Linked DNA regions of Cyprinus carpio: regions 2 and 3 are each linked to region 1. The links are chromatin contacts, called in public Hi-C maps. All regions are on one chromosome and are shown on one strand. Each heading gives the region's core, a stretch centred on a gene start, on an enhancer-like site or on the middle of the called end of the contact. The rest is flanking DNA. Distances are from core to core; before and after follow the strand shown.

What was found. A called contact is a pair of places that touch in the nucleus more often than the background predicts.
Region 2: a Hi-C map of liver shows a contact between it and region 1, with 6 times the contacts expected there. The contact joins two enhancer-like sites. A contact is called at or near these places in 3 of 8 Hi-C or Micro-C datasets (liver, red blood cells and skeletal muscle).
Region 3: a Hi-C map of skeletal muscle shows a contact between it and region 1, with 2.3 times the contacts expected there. The contact joins two enhancer-like sites. A contact is called at or near these places in 3 of 8 Hi-C or Micro-C datasets (all in skeletal muscle).

What each region holds. Positions count from the first base shown.
Region 1 is chrA14:24,399,891-24,402,925 of ASM1834038v1, forward strand. No RefSeq gene overlaps it. Among protein-coding and RNA genes, the nearest start is that of tsc22d3, 78 kb to the left of the region's middle. Within about 2 kb of position 1,416, at least 3 of the 8 cell types and tissues checked have an H3K27ac peak or open chromatin away from gene starts, as enhancers often do. A contact at or near this core is called in skeletal muscle, where this site is marked.
Region 2 is chrA14:24,342,079-24,345,113 of ASM1834038v1, forward strand. The region is part of intron 1 of tsc22d3 (TSC22 domain family protein 3); the gene reads left to right. Among protein-coding and RNA genes, the nearest start is that of tsc22d3, 20 kb to the left of the region's middle. Within about 2 kb of position 1,388, at least 1 of the 8 cell types and tissues checked has an H3K27ac peak or open chromatin away from gene starts, as enhancers often do.
Region 3 is chrA14:24,365,694-24,368,728 of ASM1834038v1, forward strand. All of the region lies in intron 1 of tsc22d3 (TSC22 domain family protein 3), which reads left to right. Among protein-coding and RNA genes, the nearest start is that of tsc22d3, 44 kb to the left of the region's middle. Within about 2 kb of position 1,443, at least 2 of the 8 cell types and tissues checked have an H3K27ac peak or open chromatin away from gene starts, as enhancers often do. A contact at or near this core is called in skeletal muscle, where this site is marked.

The sequences.
Region 1 (3,035 bases), core at 166-2,665:
AAGAGGAGATAACTCGTCAATGGCGGGGAAAGAGTTAAACTTTTTATTATTATTTTTTTCTCTCAGAAAAGTTACTGAAATCAAACTTTTAAATGGTAGTGTATGTGGAAATTACACTAGATTAGGAAATTTTGATATTTGATGGCATCCTGACCAGGAAAAAAAAAGATTAGATTATTAGAGGTCTTAGAGATGGGAATCGAACTCGGGTCACCACGAGCGCAATTGCACTGTATATATCGGCACACTAACCATGAGGCTAAATCGGCACCAATGACATTAGCACTTCTAGTTAACTTTCTTTATGGTATATTCCATTAAGATAGCAAATAAACATTTGTGCACATGTGTATTTATACCATTTTTGTTGTTTTCTTTTTAGTGGACCATCACTGTTAAACAGAAATTGTAAATCTTGGCTCGTGACTGCAAGTAATTTCTTTTCAGAACTCGATGTGCAGACTGAACACACCTCACAAACAGACACTTTCAGACTTCAGTGTGTTTTTCAGGCTGCATTCAGTACTCAGGTGCGTGCATGAGCTCTCCATTTATGGCTGTATTTCACAATCAACCGGTCATAAACACCTGTAAACACAAGCCTTATAGGTAAAACGAAACCTCCACAGGAAATTCTAAACCATGCAAGTTCATGTTTTAAGCATTTAGAAAACTAACTTTAACATCCAGCATGAAAATAGATTTTTTTTCTGTGCTTTGAACTTAAATGCATGCATGTACAGTATATATAAAAGCAAATCTCACACTTATAATCTCATAACAGTCATATGACTGTATCTCCTAACTTACAATATACAAGGCAGATGACGTTTTAGTCATACACAGAGTGACAACAACACATCCTTACTGTGACTCAAATGCATGCATGAACAGTATACATAGCAGCAAATCTCACACTAGAGATCTGATAACTATCATGTGACTGTGCCTCATAACATACACAAGGAAGATGATTCAGTCACACATACAGTGTGCCCACAACATACATTTACAGTTATGATACATAATGGCAAGCCCAGACTTGACTGGACACCAAGATTTCCACCGACATTTTCAAATAAAATAAAACAGCAGGATACAATACAATATATTCAAATATAAAACATTTTCAGATTGATCTGTCATGCAGAGAGAAAGAGATAATTGATGCATTTATTTTTCACAACCCTGTGAATACAACACAAAGGAATTTTTATTACTAGAAAAAAATAATGCATAAAAGATGTCATTAGCCACTTGGCAATGGCAGTGTTTTAGGGCTGTCTGACACATTTGGTGTCTGTAAAATGCCAATGAAAATCTTGAGCAGATGACGTGCAGTGTTATTTTGATGGTGGTGAGCTACTTCCCTGATCGACACAAAGCGGGGGACAAAATGTTCAGAACATTGGTAGTTTCGGTTTGAAAAGCTGCACGCGAAGTGGCAAGCACAGATGTGGGCGAGCATAATACTACTGCCTACAACTGCTGCATACTGACATATAGACTATATGTCACTCGCCTGATAGAAGTCTACTTTCTAACCTTTAACTTCTGAAGTGCATTTTGTTTGTATGTTACATAATCAGTACGTTGGGAACTCGACAGCAGTCATCTAAGAAAAGTATCCAAATCTCGACCAGTTCAAACTAGTATTTTAGATTTGATAAGCTGTCCTACATGGGTTTCCCTTTTCCTTCCTTGGCAAATAGGCTTGTGTACGGACTGACCTCTTGTGTACAGACATCTGAAGGTATCTGTGCATCCCTGATGGAGACAACACTGTACAGGAGGCCCGCGTGTCACCGTATCACCAGATCAAGGTTTTGTTCCCAGGTGATTTTCATCTGCAGTTTGGGGTGCTATACGCTGGACTGACTGATGCAGATAGAGATAATATGAAAACATGATCACTGTATTGTGTTTGCAGCCACATCCCTCTGTCCAACCACAATGTTCTCGAGACAGATGGAGTTATGCACATCGACAGACAGCAGACGGTTCACATGCCTCCAACAACCCAAACACGCCTATAAACATCTCTGATCATCAACAGAACACAGTTTACATCTGTCATCTATCAAAACCCAACGTTCACCACAACACCACTTGTAACCATGTGACTACAAGGTGTGGTACATAATGTTTTGTGTAATTTCACCAGGTCATGTACCAGGCACTGTTTCAACAAGCAACTGTTTCTCTCTCTCTCGCCTTGGATTAACCAGAGTGAAATTTCAAGAATGTGATTGAACACTTGTCTCGGCCGTTGACTGTGAAGTCAGTTTTATTGTCTGACCTCATGTGAGGGAACACTGTGTTCCAGACAATAAAGTAGGTCACACATCATTAAACAAAGTCCTCTACCTCCCCCTACTGGATCTGTGTGGCACTGCACGCTTTAATGCTTTATATCTGTCACTCACAGAACAGTAAAATAGAAAGAATGCATCTGGCAAAAAATATAAATATCTGTTATCATTCTATACAATTTTAGCCTAATCCAATTATGCAAAATGTTGAATAGAAAAGAAAAAAAGTGGTTTAGTTAAGGTTATGTGATACATCATTTATAATCATTCATAATCATTTTTTATTATTATTATTACATTAACTCCTAAAATTTTGATTTGTATTCACATGTGTAAATAGGAGACCGTTGGTTAGGTTTGTTTGTTTGTTTCTTTCCTTTTTTTTAATATACACATTCATTAGAGGCCTGGCAACAAAACAGCTACTTCACATCATAAACTGCATAAACCATTTATAAAACATTTGTGTAATTAAACTTTTCACTCAAAATCTTGAATTTGTATTTTTATATATTCTAAAATGTATTTTTTTTTTTTTTTTTTTTTTTTTTACATGTGATTGATTTTTTTTATTATTAGCTATTATTCCGCTATACTAAGTAAACACTACTGTTACATAACAGTTACTCAGTGTGTTACATAATCTTTAGGATATCAATCACGTGCAATCTGATATCTGAAACCTTTCTTATTAGCACAGTTAAGAATTGTCATGCTACTCAA
Region 2 (3,035 bases), core at 138-2,637, 58 kb before region 1:
GAGCTAGAGAAAGTAAAACTGTGCAAATACACGGAACTTGCTTGTACCCTTTGTATTTGCATTAAAAACAGACTTTCTATTAACTGTCTTGTTTTTACAGTGACTAAGAACTGCAAACAAAGTCTCGAAAGACATTCTTGACAGCACCTATCCATTTCAATCTCAGTATTTGGAGTTTGCAGAGTAGTGTCAAACTGTTGCATGCAGATACAGTCTTTCAACACACACTATTGGCACATTATGGAGCAAATGACTTTTGCACACTCTAAAAATCTGTGTTATTCAATAACTATCTGCAGTCCAATTAAGTCAAGCACACTATCTGAATTTTATAGTCAACTGAGTTGTCTGCATCTCATTGCTATACAGTGCTATAAAGTACAGCAGATTGCATTAGTCTGCTACGTGCAAGATTGCAAATTGCACCGTGTAAAATGCATTCAGCATTAATTGGTGGGTGTATGTGTGAAATTACCTACTTTGCATTATTCATTCCCACCGAAGATCATCTAAGGCCTATAGGCGACCTCATTGAAGTTCAGAAGCATTGTTACATGCTTTTGCATAGCGGCGTATGGCCTCCACCTCCCCTGACTGCTCTGAACATCGCGTGTTTCTGCAAAAGTGGCTGCATGCCAGCATATCACCATTTTTTGGACAACTTTCTCAAGTCTGACTAGGCTTCTAGATTGTTTTGGAGATATGCTGACAGCTAATTGGCTCAAACGCTGCCTACGTGTAAAAAATCCTGCACATCAGATAAAAACATCTCTGCAGCGTTCAGTTGACCTACGCATTTCTGTCTGGTTGGTTGACATTGATCAGAGCTTTTACGTCACTGCCTCTGCTACCTGCACATTTATCATCTTTCAGTTCATACCTTTCAACGATTTAATCCTTTTGTGCGGAGAAGATTAAGAATGCACAAAGCCTTAAGATAACACATTTTCATTCTGCAGAGGTAATTGCTTGAATGCACACACATAACCCTAAGTAAGTGCACAAACACCAGTACTCAGATGTAGCGTAGGCGGCGGTTATGGCTCAAGGTGAACAAGGTTACCCTGTTTCTGGAAAATTCCTTTCTTTGCTAGGATCCATTCATGATGAAGACAGAGGAATGAGTTTGGGGCAGTGAGTTTGAGGCGGCCCAGGTGCAGTAAATCTTCCCTGCCAGGCTGCCAGCTTTATCCAGCCAACACATGCATCTCATCCGGCCATATATAGACTGAGAGGGAGAGGATTTTGTGTGGATTTCTCTTGTCTATTTGTGTATATCTTCAAATGTGCTGTGATGACAACGTGTGCAAGATAACACTATTTCTTGACCTTCGCTCCTGTTCCTTAGTTATTTAGACATTGGTGTTTGCCTTAAGGTTTATGGTTCAATTGTGTCAAAGGCATTTTGTCTGTGTTGTCTTTGGAAACCATCCGATGACAACATCATATGATTTAGAGGTTAAAATTCTTTCAGTGCAGATAATACGCTGCAAGAAAGTAAATAAAGAATGATTTATGGTGCCCTTTTATTGCACATATTAACACAATTATGTTTGAAATTGATTTACTTTTGTTTTCAAGCCTCATTGGTCGCAGAGAATACAAACAGGCACTTTCCTAGCCAACTGACACTGAAGCGTACCTGATAAAATAAATTAGTACTGCTCCACACACGCACGTTTTGTTTTCGGTTGAGATGAGATGCACTAATGAATGGATTTAACAGGAGGCCCTTCGCCAGGCTCTGCACATTGTGTTGATGCCAGCTGATCTACGTTATAGCGGATGTAATGACATCAGATGCCTTATGCTCCACCCTCCTCCTGGCATGTCCACTTATCTTCTGAGGCCAGAACACTGGAGCTTCGCTTGTATTGCTGCCACTTTGCATGCAGGGAAGTCTCTGTCTCCGTGGCTCACGTCAGACCACCATCAGACACTTTCTACAGCTCTCGCCTCATCAAGAGCTTTACTAACAAATAATGCTTAGTTTAGTGAGATTATGATTAAGATGATGAAGATGACCATTCAAAAGTTTGGGGTTTGTAATGTCACTTATACTCATCAAGGTTGTTTTTATTCAAGGAAAAATACAGTAAAACAGTAATATTGTGAAATATTATTAAAATTAAATTTTCTATTATAACATATAAAATGTGATTTATTCATGTGATGCAAAGTTACATTTTCAGCATCATTACTCCAGTCTTCAGAGTAACATGATCCTTCAAAAATAATTATAATATGCTGATTTGCTTAAGAAATATTTCTTATTATTATCAATGCTGAAAACAGATGTACTGATTTATATTTTTGGGTGATACATTTTTTTTTTAAGATTGCGGAAGAGCATTTACTTGAAATATAAATCTTTTGTAACATCATATGTCTTTACTGTCACTTTTGTTTAATTTACTGCATCCTTGTTGAAAAGTAAAATAAAAATAAAAAAAATAATAATAATTTAATTATATAAAATTTAAAGACATGCACAAAATTTGTTTTTCTGTGGGTGCAACTTTAGAATAATATCACATGAAACCGAAAACCTAAAACAAGTTTGTATTATAAACAGTACAATTACAATGATGACGCCAGTGCTGACTTCAATATTAGTAATTATTTTGAATACGTGGAAAACCATTGATAGGAAAAGGGTGACTGTACATTTAGAGTGATGATGTCATTGCTGACTTTAATTCTAGTAATTATTTTGAATACACGGAAAACCACTGATGTTGGAAAAACATTGACGGAACATATACAGAAGACTTATATTAATATTTTTTTTTTGTTTTTTTAATGATTTCACTGCTATAGAAGAACTGCTGCATTGACAATGACTTCATGACCTGGCTGCAGAATGGTTGCATAAGCCTTCTGGGGCACACAAGACCCACTTTCTGTGGGAGGTCATGGCCCAGCGAGAATTATTGATTAGTATGACCTGTGAGCAGCTGTGCAAGAGTAACGCACTCTGATGGCTCTCTGTACAAAACAATGCATTATTAATTAAGAGTTTGTGCAACAGTACA
Region 3 (3,035 bases), core at 193-2,692, 34 kb before region 1:
TCTAATAACAACTCTAAGCGGTTGCCCTGTTTGGCACTCTTGCCTGCTAAGACGTTCTGATCTTTTGGATTTAATGGGGTAGTTTTATTTATACGCACAAAGATTTATCTATTCTGCCCTCAAATAAAAAATGACCTGATGCAGCAGTAATGGCTAATTATTAACCACATTCGTTTTTTTTTTTTTGCTCATCATCCAATTTTACATTAGTTGGAGGGGCTCCAGTGCTGGCACATTGAATATTCTGCACACTTCTAATTTAAACCAGCATTTTGGCAGCCAATTCTGAAGTAATGCATTCAGATAAAATTAGAAAACAAAAAAAGGCTCAGGCCTACCAAGGATTCACACCCTCCTTCAGGAAGAAGATAAATTTCAGCTTTCACTATGCTAGACAGGCAGAGAAAGCTTTTTACACTGGAGAGCACAATTCGTTCTGATTAAAAAGTTAGAAAAGAGTGCAAATGTAAGCACAAAGTGTAAATCACCAGCTAGGCCGAAGGAAAGAGGTGGAATGCTGATAAGACTGGACAAACTGTGGATAGAGGACTTAGATCCAATCACAACTCAGAAAAAGCTGTGTAAGTAATGCACAAGTGCTCTTGCTAGACTGCAGATGGCAAACACATTGCAGGGGTTTTCATATTATATATATATATATATATATATATATATATATATATATATATATATATATATATATATATATACACACACACACACACACACATATATATATTTAATAATACACGTTGCTATTTTTAAGGTGTACTTCTAACGTGTGCTTTCTTGGTAGATTGATATTATCAGTTATAATAAATTATAATAATAATTTAAATGTGTGTGTATGTACTGTATGTGTATAAATTTTTATTTGATTATTTGTTTTAAATAATATTCAATTCATTAATATTATCTATTACACACACACACACACACACACACACACACACACACACACACACACACACACACACACACACACACACACACACACATTATTCCCATGTCAATTAGCCATTTTAATAATTATTATTCATTATATTAATAGTCAGTTTATTTACATGTAATCTATATTTCTATTTTAGTGTGTGTGCGTGTCTACTTATACATTCAAATATGCTGTATTTTTTGTCATTTTTAAATTGTTGTAATTTTAAATACATTTTCTGAAGAAATGGACAATGTACACAAGTTGCGGGTTACTGAGATAAATGAATCAGAAGATCCTTAAAATTTTAATAGAGGAAAAAATACAGAGCTGACATTTAAATGTTTATTTCATTGAGGTTCTACTGAAAACATTTTAAAGCATCTTTTGAGTTACAGATAATCTAATTCAATGTGTACTAAAATGAACCTGATTGGTGGTGCTTTGTGCATTCTAGCTCAGTCAGAGTTCAGTCAGAGGCACTCAGTGCACATGAGAGCACATGACATTAGAGAGGAGGTGTAAACACACAGGATTAGAGTATCAGCCCTCCCTCTCTCTACCCAGCACTGAAAGCCTAGTTTGTCCAAGAGAAGGTGCAAAACATTACGTCTGGCCATCAACAGCTGACACCGAAGCCAATAACAAACTCAAACGCTGCATTGATTCATCAGCACTGCAAAATGACAGCTGCGTGCACATTTATGCATGTGAGCGGACTCGTGCGGTACATTCTGTCCTAGTTGGAGAGACGCCCGCGCTCCCTCTCTAAATCCGCTTTGTGTCCAAGGAACTCAATCACACGGATCATGGAGCGGAGAACTCCCGCTGTTTTGAAAAAGTGGTGAAGTTCAAGCCACTTCTAAACTAAGCAAACGAAATGAGCTTTATAGCATCAATAAATTCCCAGAAACGCATGGACAAAAGTCCCTCAATGCATCACTCTTTAAACACCATCCCAAGGACTGTTTCCATTGGCAATTGTTGGAGTATTTGTCGAGAGGGGCAGATTTTGTTGATTTTGTTCCTTGCCCCTTGAGAGAGGAAACACTTATTGACTTTTTTTAAAGTGCAACCCAGAACATTTAGCTGACTTTGTCTCCCTGTTACTTCACCTACACCTCAGAGCTTCGATTTCAGTGTCAGAAGCAGAAAATAGCTGTCATATTGTATGTTTAGTGGCTCACAATCCTTTCAAAGCTTAAATGAGACATTGGCCTTTGTAATGTACACAAATTGTCACAAAGAATAACCACTATCAAAGCAGAACAAAGGTGTGACAGCCTTACATAAGTCTCGGAAATGAAACAGAAAGGACATGGCAAGGTTTCCTTTGAGGAAAATGGCTGCAGGGCAAAGAGCCCACAAAGAAAACAGGCCAGACAAAAAAACCTGCCCTGTAAAACACATTTGTTACAAAGAGCTGCTGCCAGAGCTGAAGCACCCAGTTGTATTCCTGTCACAACGCTCTTCCTAGCTTTCATGCACCGTCCAAGAACAAACACTGGAGAGGTTTGTTTCCATAGATCCGAGTAGTTGTGGAAATACGTTTGGGGTTAATTCGCTCAGGCACAATCATCAAACTGCACTCGGCTAAAATTACAGAAAAAGGTTAATCTGACTTCAAATCTGGACTGGAGTACATTAAAATTCAGATTAAGCCGCTTAGCGTGTTTGGCACTCGGCAAGACAAGATGGCAATGGATGAATAGAATTCTGCAACGGTCACAAAAATATAGCCATTTTAAGCCAACAGTCTACAGTGGTTGCTTTTTTTTCATGTTCTTGGTTGTAAATGGATCTATAGGATCTTAAAAAAAAAAATCACATACAGCAATTTATTTCAGAATTTATTATAATATAAAATATACATTTAAAGCACATTATTATTTTCATATTCTCATTTTAATATGATTATGTATTTAATACAATTTGATTATATTTCATATATAATTTGAGGTTGACAGCATTTTATTAGCATTTATATATATATATATATATATATATATATATATATATATATATATATATATATTATATATTACAGTAAATCAAACAATAATATCTATTTTTAATAAGATTTTAATATTATTGAATTGCATTA